Linked DNA regions of Mus musculus: region 1 is linked to region 2. A link is a contact called in public HiChIP or PLAC-seq data. All regions are on one chromosome and are shown on one strand. The core of a region is the stretch at or near the end of the contact, and the rest is flanking DNA. Distances in the headings are between cores, read along the strand shown.

Region 1 (7,019 bases), core at 2,857-5,356, 140 kb before region 2:
GGTTCATTATGTGGGGCGGAAGAGTGAAACCTGTGGCCAGGCATCTCAAAATTCACCTTCCACAAATCTTACTGTTTTGAGAACCCGAAAAGCCAGGTGCTCTTCAAGAATGAAAGTGTCCTTGTTGCTGAAATGCACTTCAAAAGGAACTGACTGAAAAATCTTTTAATGGGTCTAGAAGATTGTGCAGCAGGTATGAGCAGCTACTGCATATGAATGAGACACTGAGTTCAAATCCCTACCACCTATATAAGAGCTAGGCATACCAGCCATATACCCAACTCCCCTGACTTCCTATTCTTCTTAATAATGTATGTGTAAGGAAGAAAGACAAGGAGTAAGAAAGCAAGCAGTGGCTCGTGGTAGAAGCTGAGTATGGAACATGGCTCACTGGAGATAAGTGCACCTTCTAAAGCTAATAAACTAATAAAGTGACTCCAGAGCCTAGGTGGGGGGGGGGATGGCCCACTGTGTGACGTGCTCACTGTGCAAGCATGAGGGTCTGGGTTTGATTTCCAGTACCCATATAGAAAGCACAGTGGCCTGCCTTTGTGATCTCAGTACCTGGGAAGCAGAGACAAGAGGATCCTTGTGGTAAGATGGCTAGCCAGTCTAGCCTATTCAGTGAACTCCAGGCCAGTAAGAGATCATGTCTCAGTAAAAAAGATGGATGCTGTTCTGTTCCTGAGGAATAATACCCCAGGGTGTGCTTTCTTCGCCATGCACACACATATGTATGTACACCCATACAGACAAGAATGCATGTATACACATACACACTACACACACACACACACACACACACACACACACACACACACACAGAGCAAGTCTCAAGTTATTAAGCAATCATTTTCCAGGGAGCAAGCTATGTTGGATGTATGTCTCTGGAAGGCAGAGAACTTTTGTCACTCTAGTGACAAGGAAACACCCTATTATAGTCATAGTCCCACATCCTTAGAAAGACAGACCCTTGATATCAGAGAGCAGAATTCCAGAATAAAAAAAAAGGTGATTATGTGTTTATATTCAACTATATATATTTTTTGAATGGATTTCCAAAGTACAATCTTAAAAAAAAAAAAAGAGAACTTTGCCTGTAAGGAAGTAGTGGCTTTTTACAGCAGAGAAACAGGTGGGTAGTATTTATCCAATACTACAATGGATAAATTCACCCGATGTGCTTCTCAACCCACAGAGGGTACAATGCCTGGTGACCTTGGGTAAAGTCCCTACTTGAGGTAGCAATGATAAGGCCACTCTTGCTCTTTTCCTGTTGATTTGTATTTTGCTAGGTAAGGTAGTGTCGGCAGTGTCTCCATTTAGGAGGAGTGTGTCTGCAAGAGCTCTACAGAATTCACAAGTTGTGTGAACAAAGGGATTCATTTGCCTTTTGCAGCTCTCTCGAAAGCCCAGTGCTTTCTGTAGCTAATGTGCAAAAGTTTGGAGTTTCTTATTACCCTCATGTCATCTACTCTAAATTTGAAAGGTTTCATCTATTTTTTGAATCAACTTTGCATATGATGGATTTTTTTCCAAAACATCCTCAAGAGCTGCTGGGAATTTTGCAGTCTCTGCTGGCCTGTTCCACCCCAGTGCTGCTGGTCGCCATCTGCTTCCTACCTCTCTTCTTGGTTTTACCTGGTGCCGTCCTGATGGTGGGACATCATGGATCCTTACTTCTAAAGGAACCCAATAAGCCCTCCAGGAAAGAGACCTGGTTGACTCTACTTCCTTCTCTTTTCAGTATTGTTGAAAGTTCCAGAACCTACCTCAGAATGGCCCAGGAGGTGGAGGGTAGGTGGAGGGAATCTGCTATTTAATGAGGCCCCAGGTGATGCAAGGCCTTTGGGTCCCTGAACAGGCTTCCGGGAATCACGGAGATGGGAGTGGTGGTTAAGTCATGAGCACCTCAGATTCCAGTCAAGCCAAATGGAGAGTTCTAGAGAGGATTCTGAGTCCTTTCCCAGGAGTCAGGCTGTCTTTTCCTTATGAATAGAAGAGGACCCAAGTGCAAAAGAAAATGAGCACATTTGCCCAAGTTCATGGTAGCTTTATCAAGATTATGTCAATTAATAAACTGAGAAGAAAATTTAGCTCTTAAGTTTTTAAAACAACCTCAAAAAAGCTACCAGGAAGCTGAAATGAAATGGACAATGACCTGAAGTTTGACTAGATATTATTTTAAGTAATTAAAATTCATGTAATATATTTATATAATTTATATGATAAATAATTAACACAGAGACATACAAACACACATACACACATTATGTAATATATTAATATAATTTATATAATAAATAATTAACACAGAGACATACAAACATACATGCACACAATTCCCAACCTAGGGAAACCTGAAATAGGAAGGAAACAATACTTTTTCTCTCTCGAAACCATAGAATCACGAACAGTTTTGCTGTGTTGGCTTCCATGCTTGTAAGTGGACCAGGACTTGGTAGGCTCATGGAATAACAGGAAGAACACAAGCCTGTCCACAGTGCACTAATCCCAATATAATGGAGTCATTCTTTGCACTAGAATAAGAAGGTACTTAACAAAATAAATTATCACCTTAGTTAAGTTATTTCTGGTTTTAAAATGGTTGAGAATTACCATGAGAACAGAAAAAAAAATGGGCTCCCTGGTGAATAAGAAAAAGGCCTATTTTATTGAATTATAGGCAGTGCTGGAAATTTCTTAAAATATTCCAAAGGGTCAGTGAGAGAAGACAGTAAACATCGTGCCTAAAACTTCATGCAAAGCAAAAGGCTTCCGATGCCTTTTGTGTGAGGCAAGCCATCATCCAACATCCACTATACAACAAACGAGAGATGACTTGTCATCGTCTGACTCTTCAGTGTCTCCTTGACACTCAGCGCACTGACAAACCGCTCATGCATTCCTTGCCATTCAGAGCTCTTCAGCAGGCTGGGTAAGCGTGAGGAAGGTGTGACATGTGTGGGTTGGCAAGGACCCTGGCCTCAGAGCATGAGTAAGATGTGTGACTCACAAGTCAAGAGCTGCCTCCACACTCATAGCTCAATGGAAGGCGCTTGGCACCTTTGGAGAGGGTGACTCTTCACTGCTCTCTCCTACAGGAGCTGATTTAAAAAAAAAGGACAGGAAATGGCAGCAGCCGGGAATGTTATGTGACAGTGAACTTGGGTCAAAATTAACAGAAATAAACTAACAACTAAATTGTTTCTGTATGAGCGGGTATAAGATTGCAGGGAAGATAATAATAATTACTGTGTACAGTGATTAAATAAATATAAGTCACCGGAAATTGTGAATGTACATGTTCTTAACATGCAGGTATGTTCTTAAGTGTGTAAATGTTCATGAGTGTGCAGGTACATGCATATATGTAGGTACACACATGTACATGTAAATATATGCAGATGCTAGAGATTAACCTTGGGTTTTGTTCCTCAGGGTCATCCACCTGGTTTTTTGAGACAATGTCTGACACTAACTAGAGTTCACTACCAGGCTGGCCCGGCCAGTAAACCCTACACATGCTCCACGCCTGTAACCACTCTACCAAGTACACAGTCTCCCCTCCTGGATCATTATAAATTTATTATAACCAATAAAGTAGAAATCTTCCTGATGACGCTCCTTGTACTCAACACTGTGCTAAATCCTTCAGGGTCTGTGCTATCCAATCCAAAGGTCACAGGGCATTGAAACTACTGAGCCCGGGGACGGGGGCCAAGTCTTAAGAAGGAGCTGAATTTTATATCTCATGTAGACCTAAATTGAAACAAATAATCAATTTAATTACTGGAAAAAAATTGTTTTAAATCCCCCCCATGTGTACACTCAAGTGCATGTGTGTGTGTGTGTGTGTGTGTGTGTGTGTATGTATGTGTGTGTTCAGGTGATCGACTTTAGGTATGTACATGTCACCACACACATGTAGACTCAGGAAAACTTCAATGCTTGCTTCTCACAAACAGAGGTTCCAGCTGTTGCCTGCCTGACTACCGGCTCCTGAGTTTCCCTGGTTCTGCCATCCCCACCTCCCATCTCCTTATAAAAACCTGGTTAAGAGAGATGCTCCCTGCTTTGTCAGACTTTTCCTAGGTTCTGTGGATTGCAATTGGCTCTGGCTCTTCACCTTTGCATGACAAACACTCTGCCAGCTAGCCTCCACCCCATTCCAGTCACTAGAAAGCTTCTTTACAGGACTAAAACAACATTAGCAAATGAATGCAAATGAGTGAAAATTTTATGAGATCTAAACCCCAGGACAAGTCATTCAGATGAAACTTCATCTCCAAACTACAATATGTAGGAGACAAGAAATATATACCCAAATTAGAGGACAGCATGAGACTCATTACAAAGACGATGAGGGGGCTAAAGTTGAAACTCTGCAGATAATTCTCGTGTAATAGATTGAAATAATGACGTTCTGGATATACTTGGTTGTATAAAACATATTGAAATTAATTTTGTCTGCTTCTTTTTGTTTTCCCCTGAGGACTCAAGGCTCTGAAGTCAGAGCTTGGCATATGACTTGAGTGATATGGCCTGGGGGGGATCCTTCATTCATCTGTAAAGCCCCCCCCCCCCCCCCCAGAGTAGACTTTACTGCCCACAGTTTACAGATGAGGATACCATGGTCTAAGGAGAAAACAGCCATGGTCACTCAGTGTGGTACTGGGCTCGGGCTATCACTGATCTTCAAGAGCAGCTCTGACTGTGGCCACATCTCAAAGCATAACGGTAAATGCATCACTTAGCGTGGGAATTTGACATTCAGGTTACTTTCTAAAACAGTTAACTACACATGCTATGAGGCTGTAATCACAAGGTCTTGTGAACCCCAGAAACCCAGTCTCTTAAGATTAGTCTGTCTGCCATAAATATCAGCAAGCATTTAACAATACAAGAAGATCATTACTGCAGCTTGCACCAGATGAAGGATTCGAATTAAATTCCATCAAGCCACACTGAGGTGACACACTGTGACAAGCTCCTTACATCCAACCCTCCCACCCCCACCTCCCAGGAGCTTACATGTTATTTTATTTTTTAAGTTTGCTCCCCTATTCTTTCTATCAAGGCAAAAAGAGAAGGCCCCATGAAATGTTGAATAGGGTAAAGAGAAAGAGCACCCGAGTTAATAGGTGACATAGATGGAGTCTCAAAATCTGTGAAAACACAAAACCAGGAGGGCACATTTCCCTCCCTGGACAATCTCTCTTTTGTTGAGGAGCCAAGTCCCGGTCTTGAAACGTGTGGGCAATACATCAGCAGGCATTATTTTAAATCAACCGGTTTTATAAAATAAGCCAAGAGTTGAAAGAGGCAGGACTAATTACCAACATTCCTTGATGAATTACTTGGCGGCGTGTGCTAAGTCAATGTACGCCTGTGTCTTGATCCCCAATTTTAGCCTGTACTTATTTCCCAGGAGGCAAAAGGAACATGTGGCTAATTAAGGCACCAATCTCCACAGCCAGAAGTACTCAAAGGTAAGATCTCTTTGGGGCTAAAAAAAAAGACAAAAGAAAAGGTTCTTTGCCTGGTACTTATTAATCTAATTTTTACTAGTTCACTAGAAAAACAGAGCTGATCTTGTCACCTTTAGGCAGTGTGAAAATGCTACATATTTGTAAGTTAGCCAATAAGAACTTGTTAAGCCTTTCCTAACTGGCAGGAATGTCTCTGGTTTGTCACTTCTAATTAAGTCTCAACAAAATTTCCAGCCTCTAAATTTTAATTATATAAAAACCAGGGCCAACAGGGGAGATTACAACACAGTTATGTATGCCACGGTAAGGGAGGGAGCAACCTGAGTCGCGCCTTTTGTTTTAGGCCTCTTTGCAACACTAAAATTATTCACAACCGGATGATTAGATTCCTTCGGCTCATTTTTAATCACCAGGGTCCCTGAACCTTTTTATCTTGCTTCTAGGAAAACTTCAGAAACTGTGGGATGAACGTGAGTCTGATAGGCCTACCCGTAGAAGCAGTGTGCTCCTCAGAGAGTAGTAGGTGATTAGGAATTCATCAAACTCTTAGGTAAAATATGTTAAAGATGCCCACGGTCAGTTACATAAATACTACACGAACCCAGTCTCCTAGGCTTTGTGCCTCATGTATGTGTGTGCATGTGTGTGCATGTGCATGCATGTGAAGGCTAGAGGATGACAGGAGCTGTCTTCCCTGCCAATCTGCACCTTATATTTTGAAACAGGGTCTCCTGGACCCAGGACTCCCCAGCTCAGCTGGGCTGCCTGCTACTGTGCTCTTTCTTATCTCTGCCTCCCCAGAGCTGAGATTGCAGGTCTGGGTGTGGGTATCAAGCTCAGGTTCTAAGGTTTGCAAGGCAAGCACTTCACCAACTGAGCTATTATTCCAAAACCCTAAAATCGCAAATCTAGTTTAAAGGAAAATAGTAGCGGAGCCTTTCACTACTGTTATATCCAACCGTAGCAGCACCCCCAGGATCTCCAGGAGGAACAATATGCCTTTGATTCATCTGGACCATCTTCTTGTATTATCAATTAAAAAAAATTTAAATCCACGTATATGAATGAAATGTACATACATTCACTGTATGTATGCCTGCCTGCATGCCAGATGAGGGCATCAGATCCCGTTATAGATGATTGTGAGCCACTATGTGGTGGCTGGGAATTGAACTCAGGATTTCTGGGAGAGCAGACAGTATTCTTACCTGATGAGCCATGCCTCCAGTGGCCTCTGCCCTCTAGGTGTTAATCAATTTTAAACATAGTGATTAAAGCAACTCTTTCTAGAACATTCTATGTTAACTGCATTCTAGTTTACATGCTTTCTATACATCTTCTCACGTAGTTAGGGTACTATAAACAAGACCTGACAAGCTGGGAGATGCATGTGGGATGCTACAGATTTCAAGTTTAGGCTGATATTCAAAAAAGCAATAAGAAGAGACACATTCGGAACAAGAGCCAATATTCTAGTACTGATTGCAGCTATAACCTTGAGCAAAGCTGCCGTACTAATTTACATAT
Region 2 (7,739 bases), core at 5,021-7,520:
CGATCTTCTGGGCTCCTCCAAGGGCTTGGGTAACTTCTCCAGCCAGGCCCTTTGTAGCACACGCATCGTCCTCTAGGCTCCAGATGCCTGTACCCCACTGCTGCTGCTGCTCTTGGTGGTCATCTCATGGTACTGGCATCTCCAAAACACTGCATGACCCCTTCAGTCCTGGGCCTTCAATTGCAACTGAGGCTGCACCTTCACCAATGGCCTTCCATGGCCTCTCACAGTACCGAACCTCAGCTGCTTTGCGTGACCCCTTCATGCCTTCAAAACCAGTACCACCTGGGTGACCCTTACATATTACCAAGTCCCACTGCAGCAGGAGTACATCCTTGGCCATCTCTGGAACACTGCCTCTTTGTGCTTTCAGAAAACACTTCCCAGAAGATGTCACCTCAATGATGCTGGTCTCTTCTTAATCACCGCTAATTTCTTAGCTCCAGCTAACCAGCATCAATAGTCCCAGTAATGCAAAGTTTTTGCTTGGTAGTTCTGGTATCTTGTTAATCACAGCTGATTCTTCAGCCCCAGCTAACCAGAACTACAGAATCTTCACAAACAAAACAGCAATGGCCCTGAAAAGAGTCTTTAATTTTCCCTCTGAAATTTCACAAACCAGAGCTCCATCTTCTGCAGTGTTCTCAACATTATCTTCCAAGCTCCTACATGACATCCGACAGAGCTCTTAACAACGGATGGATCTTCAAGCCCAAAGTTCCAAAGTCCTTCCACAGTCCTCCCCAAAACATGGTCAGATTGTCACAGGAATACCCCACTCTGCTGGTACCAATTTGTCTTAGTCAGGGTTTGTATTCCTGCACAAACATCATGACCAAGAAGCAAGTTGGGGAGGAAAGGGTTTATTCGGCTTACATTTCCATACTGCTGTTCATCACCAAGGAAGCCAGGACTGGAACTCAAGCAGGTCAGGAAGCAGGAGCTGATGCAGAGGCCATGGAGGGATGTTCTTTACTGGCTTGCCTCCCCTGGCTTGCTCAGCCTGCTCTTATAGAACCAAGACTACCAGCCCAGAGATCGTCCCACCCACAAGGGGCCTTTCCCCCTTGATCACTAATTGAGAAAATGCCTTAGAGTTGGATCTCATGGAGGCATTTCCTCAACTGAAGCTCCTTTCTCTGTGATAACCCCAGCTGTGTCAAGTTGACACAAAACTAGCCAGTACAGAGAGGGAGGGAGGGAGGAATGGGGGAGAGAGAAGAGAGAGTAAGAGGAGAGGGGAGAGGGAGAGATTGAGATTGTCTTGACAGTTTTGTCTTGCTAAGCATGGATTATTATTTTAACAAATAAAAGGGCCTTTTTAGTGTAAAAACTGAAGGGGAAATCTCCACAAAAGCCAGTGTGCTTGTGATGTGTGTAGGACAGAACAGTCTATCTTTCTCTGCAAACTCCACACATCTCTCTTTGAAGCCATACTTGGCACGGCTGTAGCATCCCATCTTGCCATGATTAACTTAGCACTCGCTCACATTCCCATTTCTAATCTGAAGGAAATTTAATACTGTCTGAAACAGCAATAAAATTTGTAGGAGGAAACCAGGGCCCAATGAAACCGGTTCCTCAGACTGCCTAGGAAAAGAGCATCAGCATCTACCAAGCCTTAGGCTTCTGCAGAGCAAAACCATCAGAGCCATAAGCCACAGCACTGTGTCCAAAAGACCTACTGCCTATGTGTCCCCCAGAGCTCAAGAACAGCTCTGCATATCCCTGGAGTGACTTGCTAGTGTGTAAACCTGGGTGCACTGTGATTGTTTCTCCTGTGACCCACTGGGGAGAATTCATTCCCATGAAAACACCATTCATCACGAGGGCCTGTTCTACAGGGTCTTTTCCTATGACACTTTTACGGGTCAGTCTTACCAAGATGAGGCTCACAGAATCTAAGTTCAGCAACATATTTGTGACTATCTGGGTTGAGCCACAAAGAATATGGAAACTCATCCTCGAAGAAAGCCTGCTGGGAATCTACTTGAAAAGGAACACAATAGTGACTACAAAAACAAAAAGCAACCACGATACCTTTGTAACTTACTGAAGGAGAGCGCCGTGTGTGTCCAACAAATATGTCCTACCAGACACTATCCTATGCATTGGACAGTCCTTTAAAGAATCGTCTATCTCGAAACATTACAAGCCTTGTGACTGAGTGTTCTAGGCTCTGGGGACTTCACAGTTAACAAGACACAGAGAGAAATCCTTACCACCTTGGAGCCCTGAAGTTTGATATATATATATATCTATATATACATATATATATGTGTGTGTGTGTGTGTGTGTGTGTGTGTACACCTATGTGTGTGAGGTGTGTGTATGTATATATGTGTGTGTGTATATATATATATATATATATACACATATATATACACACACACACACACACACACACACACACATATATATATATATATATATATATATATATATATATATATATATGTTCCCACACATATATATTCAAATTACACTGTAAATTATAACATTAACACTATGAAAGAAACACAGCCGGATAAGGAAGACTGAGCGTTTAGAGGGAGAGTAATTATGAACAGAAGGCCACACTATCCATATGATGAGAATTAAGGGCACATTAAAAGGAAGATTAGTAGTTGGTTGGGTAGGTTGTACTACAGCTGTGGCTGTCTGGGCAAAGAATGGCCCAAGCAGAGGCAGGTATAATGAATGAATATCCAAAGGTAGAAGCCTGGGCTCTGCTTAGAATGATAAGCAGCAAGAGATAAGGTCAGAGCTGAAGGGCAGCCTGACACATATGCTGCATTGTGCCATTTGAAGGACTGGGGAAAAAAAGAGCTGTGGAGGGCTTCAACTAGAGAAGACAGCATGATCTAACTTGAGTTTTAGCTCAGGGCCCAGAGGATTCTTGGCTGTGGAAGCTGCCCTGGGTAGTGTAGCGAAGCTAGCACATCCCTGCACTCTACCTGCTAAAGGCTACTCACAACTTCCCACAGTGATGACTGAGGTTCTCCATAGGGGTTTGTTCTCTAATTTGTGGTTTGTGCATACGTATGTGTGTATACACATTCAGATGTATGCACCGGTACACTGTGTACAGGGGTGTGTGGGTGTGTGTCTGTGCATGCATGCGAAGACTAGAGGCCGACTTCAGGTGTCTCCCTCAGTCACTCACCACTTGGTTGTTTGATACAGTTTCTCATCTTTTATCTCTTACTTTTCAATTCAGATAGATTGGCTTGCCAGCAAGCGCATCTCCTCCTCCCCAGTGCTGGGATTACAACCACCAAGCCCCACGCCTGCCTGCCTTCATGTGGGCTCCTGGAAAAGTACTCAGGCCTTCACACTTGTGTGGCAAGCATGTTACTGACTCAGTCAGATCTCAGCCTTAAAAAAAAAAAAATCAGTTTAATAAGAATACTGTGGCACTAAATTTAAAATTACTAAAACTGGCCAAGGCTGAGAGCGTTAAGAGATTGCTGCAATAATTCAGGCAAAAACTGACAATGACTTGGTCAAAGTTACAGCAGAGAGATAGGCAAGAAATGGGTGAATTCTGAAACAATCTTGACAAGTGGTCCTCACCCTTCCTAATGCTGCAACCATTTAATATAGTTCTTCATGTTCCTGTGACCCCCGACCATAAAATTATTTTTGTTGCTATTTCATAAGTGTAATTTTGCTACTGTCATGAGTCATAAATATAAATATCTGATTATGCAGGATATCTGACATGCAACCCCTGTGAAAGGGTTGTTGAACGGCCCCCGAGGGGTCTCGACCCACAGATTAAGAACTGCTGATGGAGACAATAGAATGGATAGGTGTCCTTGTTACGAGAATCTGCAAATTTTCATTACAACTTTTTCCTAACCAGGACGTTAGGGATGCCCCAGCAAAGTCTTCAAACTACAGTCAACGAGAAGGCCCTGAGCCACATTTAAAGTCACACACCGATGTCAATGATAATACCATTAGGACAACTGTCAAAAACAGTCAGAAAAGATGTCAACGTACTCCAGAAACTTAGTCACAAATTTTATTTAACGGGTTTATTTCAAAGAACGCATATCTACTCCATGCTACCTGGCACCTGCTGCTCGTACCAACATGTGAAGCCGTTTATGCCCACAGTCCCACATTTTTCCTTTCCTGTGCTAGCTAGCTAGCTACAGAGGACATGTGCTCTTGCGTGCCATTCTTGCTGACTGGGTAAAAGAATAGAACCAAATCCTTCCCCATGAGTGTCAGGGCACTCATTGGTTTTCCCCAGAGGTACCTTCTTCACTCCCTCAAACTCATTTAATGTATCAGCCACCATCAAAATGAAGAGCCCAGTTAATTAATTTCTTTCAGACACACACACACACACACACACACACACACACACGCACACACTCCCCCTGCCCCCCTCATTCTGGCCTTGTAAGCATTTGCTTATAGAAGCAAAAGCAGGGACTGACTGCTCAGTAAAACACTGGTCCCTTCAGCCACATGCAGATAAAGCTCTAATGAGCATAACCAACAATGCGCTTTACACAGTATCACTCTCAGAGCACCCAATACACCCTTATCTACATTCACACACAAATAGCCATTATGAAAAGAAGCCACTAGTGAAAGGCTGAGTTTATGCATCTTGATGCCTAACACATTTCCTTCCACTCTGCCACAAGCATGTGCAAAAAGCCTGCCTTAGCCAGGGAGCCAGGGCTTCTGCTCCTCCCAGAGTTTGTTCCCATGACTGGATTCAAGGTCCTGTCCCAGCCCTGAAGGAAAGCAACCTGTCTCCACTTTATAAGACCCAGCCTTTTTGTCTCCCAAACCAAAGATTCCACCCCTCAATTCTGCCTTCCTGGCCCCTGAAAGTGAGTCCCTCTGCCCCTCTACCAGGGGAACCTCACTCATCTAGACCCTAGACAATTGATGCACCAGGTGATGATGTTAGCCTTACTTCATCGCACAACTGAAAGGGTGGAAATAAAGTCACAGATTCCAGTGACTATCCCCCTCTCTGTAAACATGACAAATAAGAAGCACTTCAAGGGTCCAGAGGGACCAAAGAGAGTGATAACCGATTCTGCCAGGCAAGTAGCAATGGAGGGTGGCGTGAGGGATTAGGATACTGCAGAGGTACTGAAGAGTTGGGAGGCACCAGACTAGAGAACATCTTCACTCTAGGCCCAAAGTTCTTGAAGCGCCTGGAGAATTAAATGTGTGTAGGTGCCAAGAGAGCATTCCCAACCACCACAGACCTCTAAGGTAGTTTGTTTGTTTGTTTCTTTCTTTCTTTCTTTCTTTCTTTCTTTCTTTCTTTCTTTCTTTCTCTCTTTCCTTCCTTCCTTCCTTCCTTCCTTCCTTCCTTCCTTCCTTCCTTCTTGCATTTGTAAAGACTTCTATTCCAGACAGCTTGCCCAGCTTGAGAGACACGCCCACCCACAACCTCCTCCCCTCCTTTTATTCACCCCCCCCCCCCACACACACACACACACCTCCTCGGTGCTGTCCTGTGGCAGGTGAAAGGTGAAGCTCAGGTGAACTTCACCTAGAGGCCTCTCTGAGTAGTATCTCCCAGAGGGGCTGGTCTACAAGGGAAGACCTCCAGGCCAGTTCATCGCTGCCCTGGAGCATCAGATCCCCCTCTCCTGAGCCCCTCAGCCTGCTAGGGAGCTTCAGAAAAATTGCTCTTGGTAGCACCAGATCACAGTCCCTGTCCGGTGCTCCTCCTACCCCACCTCGCGCCGGGTACCGCCCCAGCCCCCATCTAGCTCAGCAGCTGGCATCTGCAGCCGAGGGTCCCCACGTCTGGATGAGCCATCCCAAGAGACTCGCGGTGTCCCCAAAATGCCACTGTCAGATACCCTGGGATGCAAGCAAGTCGTCTGTAAGCGGGACCCTAAATGCCAGGGGCCAGGTCGCCCTGTACCCCAAGGCAAGGGCACGGGGTCCTTGTCCTAGAGCTATCCAGACTGACTGTTCTCCTCCCAGGGTAGCAGGCGCGGGGCCCATGGGCCTCCTGCCGCGCCTCCCTCCAGCTGTCACCACTCACCTGCTCTTCAGAGGTTGACTTTTGAGTTCGTAATAGGTTTTGGGTTCTTCGTGAAACTCCTCCCCGACTTCGAAATCCGCCACGATTCCCGATTCGGACTGCATGACTCCCTCTTGCCCGCCTTCCACTGCTTGGGACTTGGACCAGAACCCGGGCACCTGAGAAAGATGGGGGGCCTCGGGTACCCCAAGCCGCGCGCCCCGCGCAGTGCCCCACTCAGCCCGCTAGCCGGCCGCCCGCCCCGGCGCGGTGAGTTTACTCTCACACCAGAGCGGGAGGGGCTGAGCCCGGTGCGCCCTGGGATTTGTGGTTCCGCCTGGGCAGAGCACACCAGCTCTCCAGGATATCAGCTTCCGCAAAAACTACAACTCCCAGAAGGTCAAACCGGGGAGAGACAACGTGGTGTACACGGATAGTGCAAGTCCTGTTTGGATTCCTTGTCAATGTCAGCAGCTCCTCTCCGTGTCTCTCCGGTTTGCTTCAAGGATACAGACCTGGCTGTTTAATATTAATAAGAACAACTCAGCCTGGGCTTCTACTGTCCCTCCTGGTTTAGACATCTGCGAGGACACGCCGAGCGTTCATTTAAAAAATAAAACACTAAGGGGTTTTGAAACTAGAAAGTTTCGGTCAGAGTTAAAACCCATTTTTAAAATAAAAGGACTTTCTATTAGCCCCCGAGCTCTTCTGGACTGCAGCGACACATCATTTTGTCCTCTATTGAAACAGAGTGTTGGAAACTTCACTTTTATAATGAAAGCATTATTGGAGGAGTTGTTCTTGTGCGTTCTTTTTCTGGAACTCAGTATAAGCTCCCACAATACTCTTCATCAGTTGAAAGGCTCCTTTCCTTTTATCCAATTAGTCACCTCTAATCTAAAGCAGCACTTGAAGGATTCAGTTAATTTTAAAAGACATCAAGTTACCAAACAGCTTCACCACCACCACCACCGTCTGCTTTCAATTTCTCAGTTGGCTGGGAGTTCAGATGAGATTGTCCTAACATTGCAAGCCGGTGCAGCTTCAAGGTACTCGGCTAGGTGATGTATTAAATGACCGCACTTTAGCTCATTTGTATGTTCAGACCTGTCTTCTGGTTAGTTCCAGCAGGACTCTTCATGTTGTATAAAACATCAACGAGTGCTTTGAGACATTGGAGTTAAGGGTGGCATTTTAAGATGGCAGAAATTCCTAGTTCTTCTAAGAAATCCTGTGTAATCTTAGACATGTCCATTGGATTCCTAGAAGCCTTAATTTCCTCATCTATGAAAGAAGAGATTAGGAAACCTATTTGAGATGGTGTTGCAAGGTCAAAAGTAAGGAAAGAATTACTTGCAATTTGTATACACTAGGGGCAGGCAAAATGGCTCAGTCGGTAAATTTACTTATTTGCAAACATGACAACCTGCAATTGGTCCTCAGGACACACATGACTGAAGAATGGAACTATTAACTACTGCAATCTGTCTCCTGACAGCTGAATGCAGGTGCAGGTACACATAATACATACATAGAATTTTTTAAAAGCTGCTCAGTGATGATTAATTTTGGCTTTCTTTTGTGTATCTTGGAGGCATTCTTGGCAAGCTTGCATCTCTTCTGTGTATTTTTCACTTTCAGGAGTTGATAAACTAAATGATGATCCTAAAAGGTCTACACTGATGGTTGGGCATCTCCTTGGAGTTACCCACTCCTATAT

The links. HiChIP or PLAC-seq counts read pairs in DNA pulled down with a chosen protein or histone mark.
Region 1: an H3K27ac HiChIP or PLAC-seq map of embryonic stem cells shows a contact between it and region 2, with 5 read pairs. The contact joins the enhancer-like site here to the promoter of Mitf in region 2. A contact is called at or near these places in 2 of 39 promoter capture datasets (the 3T3-L1 cell line and hippocampal neurons), 3 of 484 Hi-C or Micro-C datasets (all in embryonic stem cells), 4 of 115 datasets of contacts at active chromatin or transcription factors (the NIH/3T3 cell line, cardiomyocytes and embryonic stem cells) and 1 of 9 other capture datasets (adipose tissue).

What each region holds. Positions count from the first base shown.
Region 1 is chr6:97,949,003-97,956,021 of GRCm38.p6, reverse strand. The region is part of intron 2 of Mitf (melanogenesis associated transcription factor); the gene reads right to left. Among named protein-coding and RNA genes, the nearest start is that of Mitf, 150 kb to the right of the region's middle. Within about 2 kb of position 4,106, at least 20 of the 459 cell types and tissues checked have an H3K27ac peak or open chromatin away from gene starts, as enhancers often do. A contact at or near this core is called in embryonic stem cells, where this site is marked.
Region 2 is chr6:97,805,589-97,813,327 of GRCm38.p6, reverse strand. Mitf (melanogenesis associated transcription factor) reads right to left here and starts at 6,270. Exons shown (of 10, transcript NM_001113198.1): 1 at 6,041-6,270. The coding sequence starts at 6,144.